Linked DNA regions of Rattus norvegicus: region 2 is linked to region 1. A link is a contact called in public Hi-C data. All regions are on one chromosome and are shown on one strand. Each heading gives the region's core, a stretch centred on a gene start, on an enhancer-like site or on the middle of the called end of the contact. The rest is flanking DNA. Distances are from core to core; before and after follow the strand shown. Region 1 overlaps LOC103693508 (a long non-coding RNA gene). Region 2 has its middle 130 kb from the start of Mir3588.

Region 1 (3,372 bases), core at 408-2,907:
TTTACTTTGCCTTGTAAGACTTAAACATTCTGTTCCGTGATGTAATGCATCATTATATAAGATCTCTTTCTGTTTATCATTTGATTTCCCCATACTGAATCACTTATGGACCCAAATAAATAGTTTAAAAAAAAAATCCAAAAGAAACAACCAAAAACCAGCATTCACAAAAAGCAAAAAGAAAAAAGAAAAAGAGATAAAATAAAACAGTACTTATATAAAAGTCCATGCTTTTCCTTAGAACTGAATATGGCTTTACAATTTTTGACCATAGCATTCAACCAATTATTAGAATGAAAAATCTCACCCCTCCATAAATATGACATTAACATAATTATACCACCCCCATCACGGAGACCCATCTTCCTTAGGGAATACATCTGATGCTCCAAAGATGGAAATCAGTCAGATTTTAGTTGCTCTCCAACGTACCTTTGCTTCTCACTGACTGACTGGCTTTTACCCTCCACGCACTCACACGCCACCCCCTCCCCTCGGCTAGACACGGATGCCCGAGCGAGCACGCGCGCGCGCACAGGCATACAGACACGCGGAGAGTCGGGCTAGCATCTGATGCTGACTCAGAGCGCTTCTGTGTGCAAGGGGTGGCGGCGGCTGGTATTTTCACTGCGCTCATCATTAACATTAACGCACAGTCTGGCATCCACCCTCTCCCAGACCTGCTGGACTGCGGCATTTGCATGACGCTGTCACTGTAGCCTCTGCAGGTCAGATGATGGAAGGAAATGGGGAGAAAGAGAGAGAGGGAGAGAGCAAAGGAAAAAAAAAAGCCTCGAGATTCTCCTAGGAAATGCCTTCGTTTCGTTCTTATTTTTCCACCTTTGTACTTCCTCTGTGGCTGTTTCTCAGCTGTTTGACATCTTCCCGGAAGAAAATGTCTTGTGCTTCAACGAGCCAGTCGCCAGTTAGTGCTCCCCTCCCCTGCCGCTAATCCCCACCCTTTTCCTTGCTAATCAATAAGACAGATCTGCAAGAGCAGCGTGGAAACAGACTCAGGCACAGTCTCTCGGCCGGGTCCCCACCTAAGGAAGCAGCCAGGCAGGCTCACACACACGTGACACAGGAAAAAAAAAATACCAGCAGTTTCTTAACAGTCTCAGACTTTATTCTGCGGTTTCTCGGTTTCATTTTCTTTCCCTCTTTGACTGAAGGAAGGGCAAAAGAGAGAAGAGAGTCTATCTGTTTTTATGTGAAGACCCCACCCAGCATCAGACACCCATGCACCGGTAGGGCTGGGTGTGTAAAGACCAATCCTTTCTAGTCAAAAAAAAAAAACCTGGAATTTTAATCGAAGTTATAGCTTCATGTTTTTATTAGCTATGCTCTCATTTCGTAGGAATTAAAAGACAAGACTTGCCAAGATCTGACTCATCAATGTGATTTAAACTGTGTTGACAACTTGGTAGAATGAGATTGACTAACTGAATATTAGTACATTTTAATTTTAACGACTTTTAAAAATATTAATAAAGGACTGTTCGTGAATATGTACGCTGTAGAAGTGTTCTGGTTCTGCATATTAAGGACTAGACATGTAGTTCTAAGTAAAATGTGGATTCCTGTGCATCTGTACACTGTTACTAAAAGAGCTAAAACATTTGGCCATGGCTGTGCTGGTGTTTCACAACATACAAGGCACCGGTTCCTTTGTTCTTCAATAGCTCCCTGTGATGACAGTGTGGTAAACTGCTACCTTCCCTTTCTACACTAGCAGTATTTCTGAATTACTTGCCGGGCAGAACTAGCTATTGGTGACTGTACAGCATACAAAAAAAAAAAAAAAAAAAAAAAAAGGCATACAAAAGGGAAGCAAATATCACCATCCTCCAGCCAATGCTGGCTGGTGCTGCAAATATGTCAGTTTACTCTCACAGACAATCCCAGCATGCAACGCGGCACTGCAGGACCAACTAAGGTAGCAGTTTGGCAACAGATCTGTGGTAACAACAAACGCAAAGAACAACCAGCCATTCGCTGAGCTTCCAAAGAAAACATCCCACGATCCATAAAGAGATGCAAGTAAAAATCAGCTCGTACAGGCTTCTGATTTGAAAGAAAAAGGAAAAGGGAACTGGGGTGGGGTGGAATGGGTTGGGCTGGAGGGGGGGCAGCAGACCCCAAGCACAAAGACCGACTGAAAAAGAAAAGGAAAAAGAAGTGTCCACCAGTAGGAAACAGGATGTTGAGTGCATACTCTCAGGAGAAAGGAAAAAAAAAAAAGGCAGGAAGGGAAAGGATGGGAGAAGTCGAAGAAAAAAGAGATGAAATGGATACCCAGAGAAAGAAAGGCGGGAAGGAACAGAGCCATCGTGTTGTTAACCGTCACAGAGAATATGAAGTATGATTTCTGAGTCTGGAGATCGTGAATGACTCAAGCTCAGAATCGGATGAGACGTTGAAATAAAGACAGACACCCACAGGTTCGTGTAGCACACTTATTTGCCAGTGGTAGCAAGAAGCCTGCAGAATCTGTCCCGTCTTATGCCTTAGCTGATTGCCTCTCTCTCCTTGATCAACTTTATTTTGATTTTTTAACTCTCTTGCATCTGTGCATTCTTGATGCTGCCTTTGTTCCCCCAAATAGTTACCCACAACACTCTTGGTGAATTAGTGTCATGACTTTGCTATGGCTACCAGATCTAAAGGCTCAACTACTTTAATAAATGAACTGTGCTTACAGCAACTGACCACTGATATCCAACTCTGTAGACCTTGCACACAAACATCCACTTGTAGCTGTTGGGACATGATAGAGCGAAGTCCCATTCAACTTTTCCCCTTAATCTATGGCATTTCTTTCTTTACATCTAGACAAGCATACAGGGCTTGACTCCACAGAAAGCACAAACATATGAACTAAGGAGTTGAGAAGATCAAAGCAATAAGCATTGGAAGGAAAATAATTATTACTGAATGATTATGGGTTACAATGTTTCTATTCAGACATGGGTTAGCCAGTTCCAAGTGGCCAGCCTCTGTCAGGACCTCTCTTAGGGCCAATAGGAAGGCACGTTTGGCTACATCAACATTTATGTGTGAAAGAAACTGTTAAAATCCAACAGTGTGGTAACTAACATCATAGATCCAAGCTTGAGGTCCTTACTACCTTTCAGCTTCTAAGCAACTAATCCCTAGATCAGGATTTATGCAGCAACCACAGGAAAAGTATTTATATCGAAAAACTTTGACTTCGTGTCTGCGTTTAATTTGAAACATGGATCGCATGTACAATCGTGGAGTATCAATTATTTTCAAATATTATTGGAGATTTATTTTCTAACTTTTTAAAAAGTCAAAACTACTCTGATTCTATGATAAATTATTTATCAAATTAAAGGAAGTAGGGCTTTG
Region 2 (3,776 bases), core at 6-2,505, 130 kb before region 1:
TGTCTGCCTCAGCGAGTCAGGATTCTATCTACGCAGAAACATATAAGGCCCCTTGCATCCGTTTTGATGCGGTCAGCCTTTGTTGTCGCTGAAGCTCTGGAAAGAGAGTAACTCGTGGAGCTGTGCCGGCCAACTTGGCAGCCTGTGCTTTCAGCCCACTTGGCTGTGCGCAATACTCTGTCTGAGTTTGGAAGATCCGTCTGCTTTTGTGTTTTGTGGAGAGGCTATGAGAAACGAAGTAATGGATTTGACTTATACAACAGCCTGGAAAAATAGGCCATGGCCTAAGCAAATAATGAGTGTTAAATGGCCTCCTTCCAGAGAGTTCCTGGCTGGAGACGGCAGGACAGGTTGAGGCGCCTTCTGATGGATTTTGCACTAATTGTCTTCTTCCTTCAAGGAAGTTCTGCTTTAAATGAAAGGCAGGAAGTGTGTGAGGGAGGCAAGGATCTTTGTATGCAGAGTATGGGCTCCTTTTAAAGGAAGCAAGGACATTATATAGATTTCGAGGTCCCCGGGGTTTAACAGTAAACCATGTAATTCTTCTGAGTGGCCACACAGGGGTTAACTGCAAGTGCTCCATATTCGAAGCTAGCCTAAAATCTTTTCCACGACACAAAGTCTCAAACGTCCTTACATTGTTCCTTGCATTTGGCTGTGTTTACCTGTGTAAATCCATTTGCCCACACAGGGACAGCCTGTTCCAGATTGCTTGTGTTTTACTCTGTTATTACTCTTTCAGAGCGGAAGCCTGAGGCATGTACCTGGGACGGAATTGCTCCATGTGTTATACTCGATCTCCCTCTACCTATGCGTTGCATTTTCACTACCTTTCCCAATAATGTCGTGTCTATTAAGCAGGCTTTCATGAGTTTTGTTGCTGTTTTTCAGCTGCTGTCGTTTATTTGCTCCCTCTCCCCTCCCCCCCCTCTCTCTCTCTGTGTGTGTGTGTGTGTGTGTGTGTGTGTGTGTGTAGAATTAGAGGAATAGAAGGTGGTGGAATATAAACCTGAAAAAAATGATTCAGCACCTATACCAAACTATACCAAAACCGTTCCCAGGGTTGGCACACAGTTTCCGGTTCCCTTAACTCTTTAAGCACCTGTGTTGATCGCGATGGCCACGGGCAAGATTCCTCTTCATTTCTGAATAATTATCTCAGAACCGTGTTGTGGCACTGTTCCTAGATGGAAGCCGTAATGATCCCAGCGCATTGCCTCCTTTTCTGTATTCTGTGACATTCTCCTCCAGCCTACTGTGTCTGGCAGCCCCACAATGAGGCCCCGTGTGTGTCGGTGAGATGGATGATGTGTGCAGTGTCTGCATCTCGGGACTGACGAGGAGCTCCTGCTGAATCTTACCTCGGGGTTGCTAGCTTCTGTGCTATTGAATTAGAAAGGCAAACCTCCCCCTTCTGAGAAATGTCTTATTTTTCTCTCACTACACAGTACCGTAATGGAAATAATAGCACGCATTAGAGATTTGATGGATCGCTCTCTCTACATACCCGAGTAAGGAGCTTTCTTGTTTATTTTTTTTCCTTTGTCTCATTGCTCTGTTATTGTTTTCTCAAAGCAAAACCAAAGCAGCCACTGGTACAGGTGGTGGTATTTTACATGGTATTGGTATATTTTGCTTTGTTTAATTAAGTGAAATTGTCTAAAATCATGGACAGAACATTTCTGAAATAAATATTAGAAGTAAAATATTTCTTTTTAATTACTGTTTATGAATATTTTCTTGTTTCTAAATTTGATCTAGCATTTTTTCTGTCATCCAATTTTTTCATATCTTTTCATATCCATTTAGGAGATTTTTATTTTTTGGGGGGGTAAGGAAGCCAGTTAACTTTGAAGAAGGATGCTTTTGTTTCTTTTGGATTATGCTGCAATGGGAGATAAATTCTGAGCAATGAACTAAAGTGTCACAGTGGGTAAAGATTTTTAGTAAAGATTGGTTAAGAATCTCAGTGTGCCACTTACCACACGGGGACATCTGATAGAGGTAGTATGACAGACGAGGAAAAAAGAAAGAGTGAACAATGATATTCTTCTGTTTTCTAGAACAGGCTCTGTGGACATGTAGCTGTCATCACTGAGGACGACACATAGAATGGGATCATTTTCATGCTTTGGTGGCAATGTCTTGCAGTTCCTGATAAATCGTAGGAGAAGACCATCATTGAACATCATCTTGTACTTGGCCTAGCAAATGATGCAGTCAAACTTGGAGGTGAAGAATAGGATTCCTGGCTAGCATAATTTTCAATGACAACCAAAGTATAACAAGAGAGATATCAAGGCAGAAGTCAGGATGTCGAAGTGAGCATTAGACATTATCCCACCTTCCCTACATGAAGGACTAGACTGGAAGTGGCTGGGGGAACTGATATTAGAACAAAAAGACTTATGAAACCACCTCATCTCCCACCAACTTCTGTGATGCAATGTTCTTCCTTACTTAGGACAATATGAATGAGCGATGCCTCATTCATTATTATATTATGATTATTATAGGAAGGGAGCATAACAATAAAATGACTCCGAATGTCATATTGCTACAGCATTTATCTCTACACCACTTAATCTCATCAGAGAATGTTTTCCTGGCAGAGATGATGATTCACATAGAAACCCACAACATGACCATGTGCAGAACGTGTAACAGACCTTGGAGCACTCCTTCCTTTAGGCTCAGGGATCTACACAGAAGATAAGTTGAGAAGCCTTTGGAAACCAGAAGCAATGGATGACAAGAAAACAATATCATCCACAAAAAGCTCCCCCTCCACACGTGTGTGTGTGTGTGTGTGTGTGTGTGTGTGTGTGCACGCGTGTGTGTACTTATAGTGTCTAGGACAACATATAAAATACCTGCACAAATTCAATCTAGACAACTCCAACACTGAGAAGAGTAAGCGAGCATTAATCACCATCCCTGACAGGAAAGTTATTTGCAAATGATACCTGCTCAGAAAGAAAGATCATTTTCTTCCAATGGAATGTCACTGGGGTATATCAACCAGACTACAAGACAGATCCCATGTACAGGAGTGGTTGGCCAACATACAAAAAGACACCATGATATTTATTTGTGTGTGTGTGTGTGTGTGTGTGTGTGTGTGTGTGTCTGTGTCTGTGTGTGTGTGTGTGCACACGTGTGTGCAAGTGGTCACAGTTACGTGTTTGTTTGGGTATCTTTTGTTTTATTGGGTTTTGTTTATTTATTCTTTGTTTTTGAGAGACACATCAGACATAGAATGGGTGGGTAGAAAGGTAGAGAGGATCTGGGAAGATTTGCAAGAAGGAAAAGAATACGATGACCGTATTTTGTGTATGAAAAGAAAATATTTGAATAATTTTTAAAGGCAAAATATATGGCCACTTTTCAATATCCGTGATCCTACAGAGGAAATAATGACTGTAAAGGAAGAACTGAACTTCTGCTGAAAACCGTCAGTGATCGATACTGCATGCCAATGTGCTACACTGCTCTGGAGAAATGGTGGCGTCATTCCTCTCTTACATGTGTTTTAACCTCAGTAACACAATTGCAGTTTTTTTCCGGCGGTTCTTGCAGTTTTTTGCATATAAAAGAAAGCCCTCCAAGTCTACTGAAATATTATAGGTAAAAGGCTTATCCTTAAAGTTCTTTACCATTCTACCATTGTAATGGTGCCTTAAAGTCTGTCTTCAAATGGCTGTGTGAAAATGTCCCTATGCCATCGGCTGAGGGGACAAAACTAGGCAAAGAGGTGACTCCTAACTTGCCAGTGG

The links. Hi-C and Micro-C count contacts between places; a contact is called where the count stands out from the background.
Region 2: a Hi-C map of frontal cortex shows a contact between it and region 1, with 2.5 times the contacts expected there. The contact joins two enhancer-like sites. A contact is called at or near these places in 2 of 12 Hi-C or Micro-C datasets (frontal cortex and mammary epithelial cells) and 1 of 1 datasets of contacts at active chromatin or transcription factors (oligodendrocytes).

Annotation. Positions count from the first base shown.
Region 1 is chr11:29,728,051-29,731,422 of GRCr8, reverse strand. LOC103693508 (a long non-coding RNA gene) reads right to left here. Exons shown (of 9, transcript XR_010056223.1): 8 at 1-3,372. Among named protein-coding and RNA genes, the nearest start is that of Mir125b2, 2.8 kb to the left of the region's middle. Within about 2 kb of position 1,657, at least 37 of the 93 cell types and tissues checked have an H3K27ac peak or open chromatin away from gene starts, as enhancers often do.
Region 2 is chr11:29,862,235-29,866,010 of GRCr8, reverse strand. No RefSeq gene overlaps it. Among named protein-coding and RNA genes, the nearest start is that of Mir3588, 130 kb to the right of the region's middle. Within about 2 kb of position 1,255, at least 51 of the 93 cell types and tissues checked have an H3K27ac peak or open chromatin away from gene starts, as enhancers often do.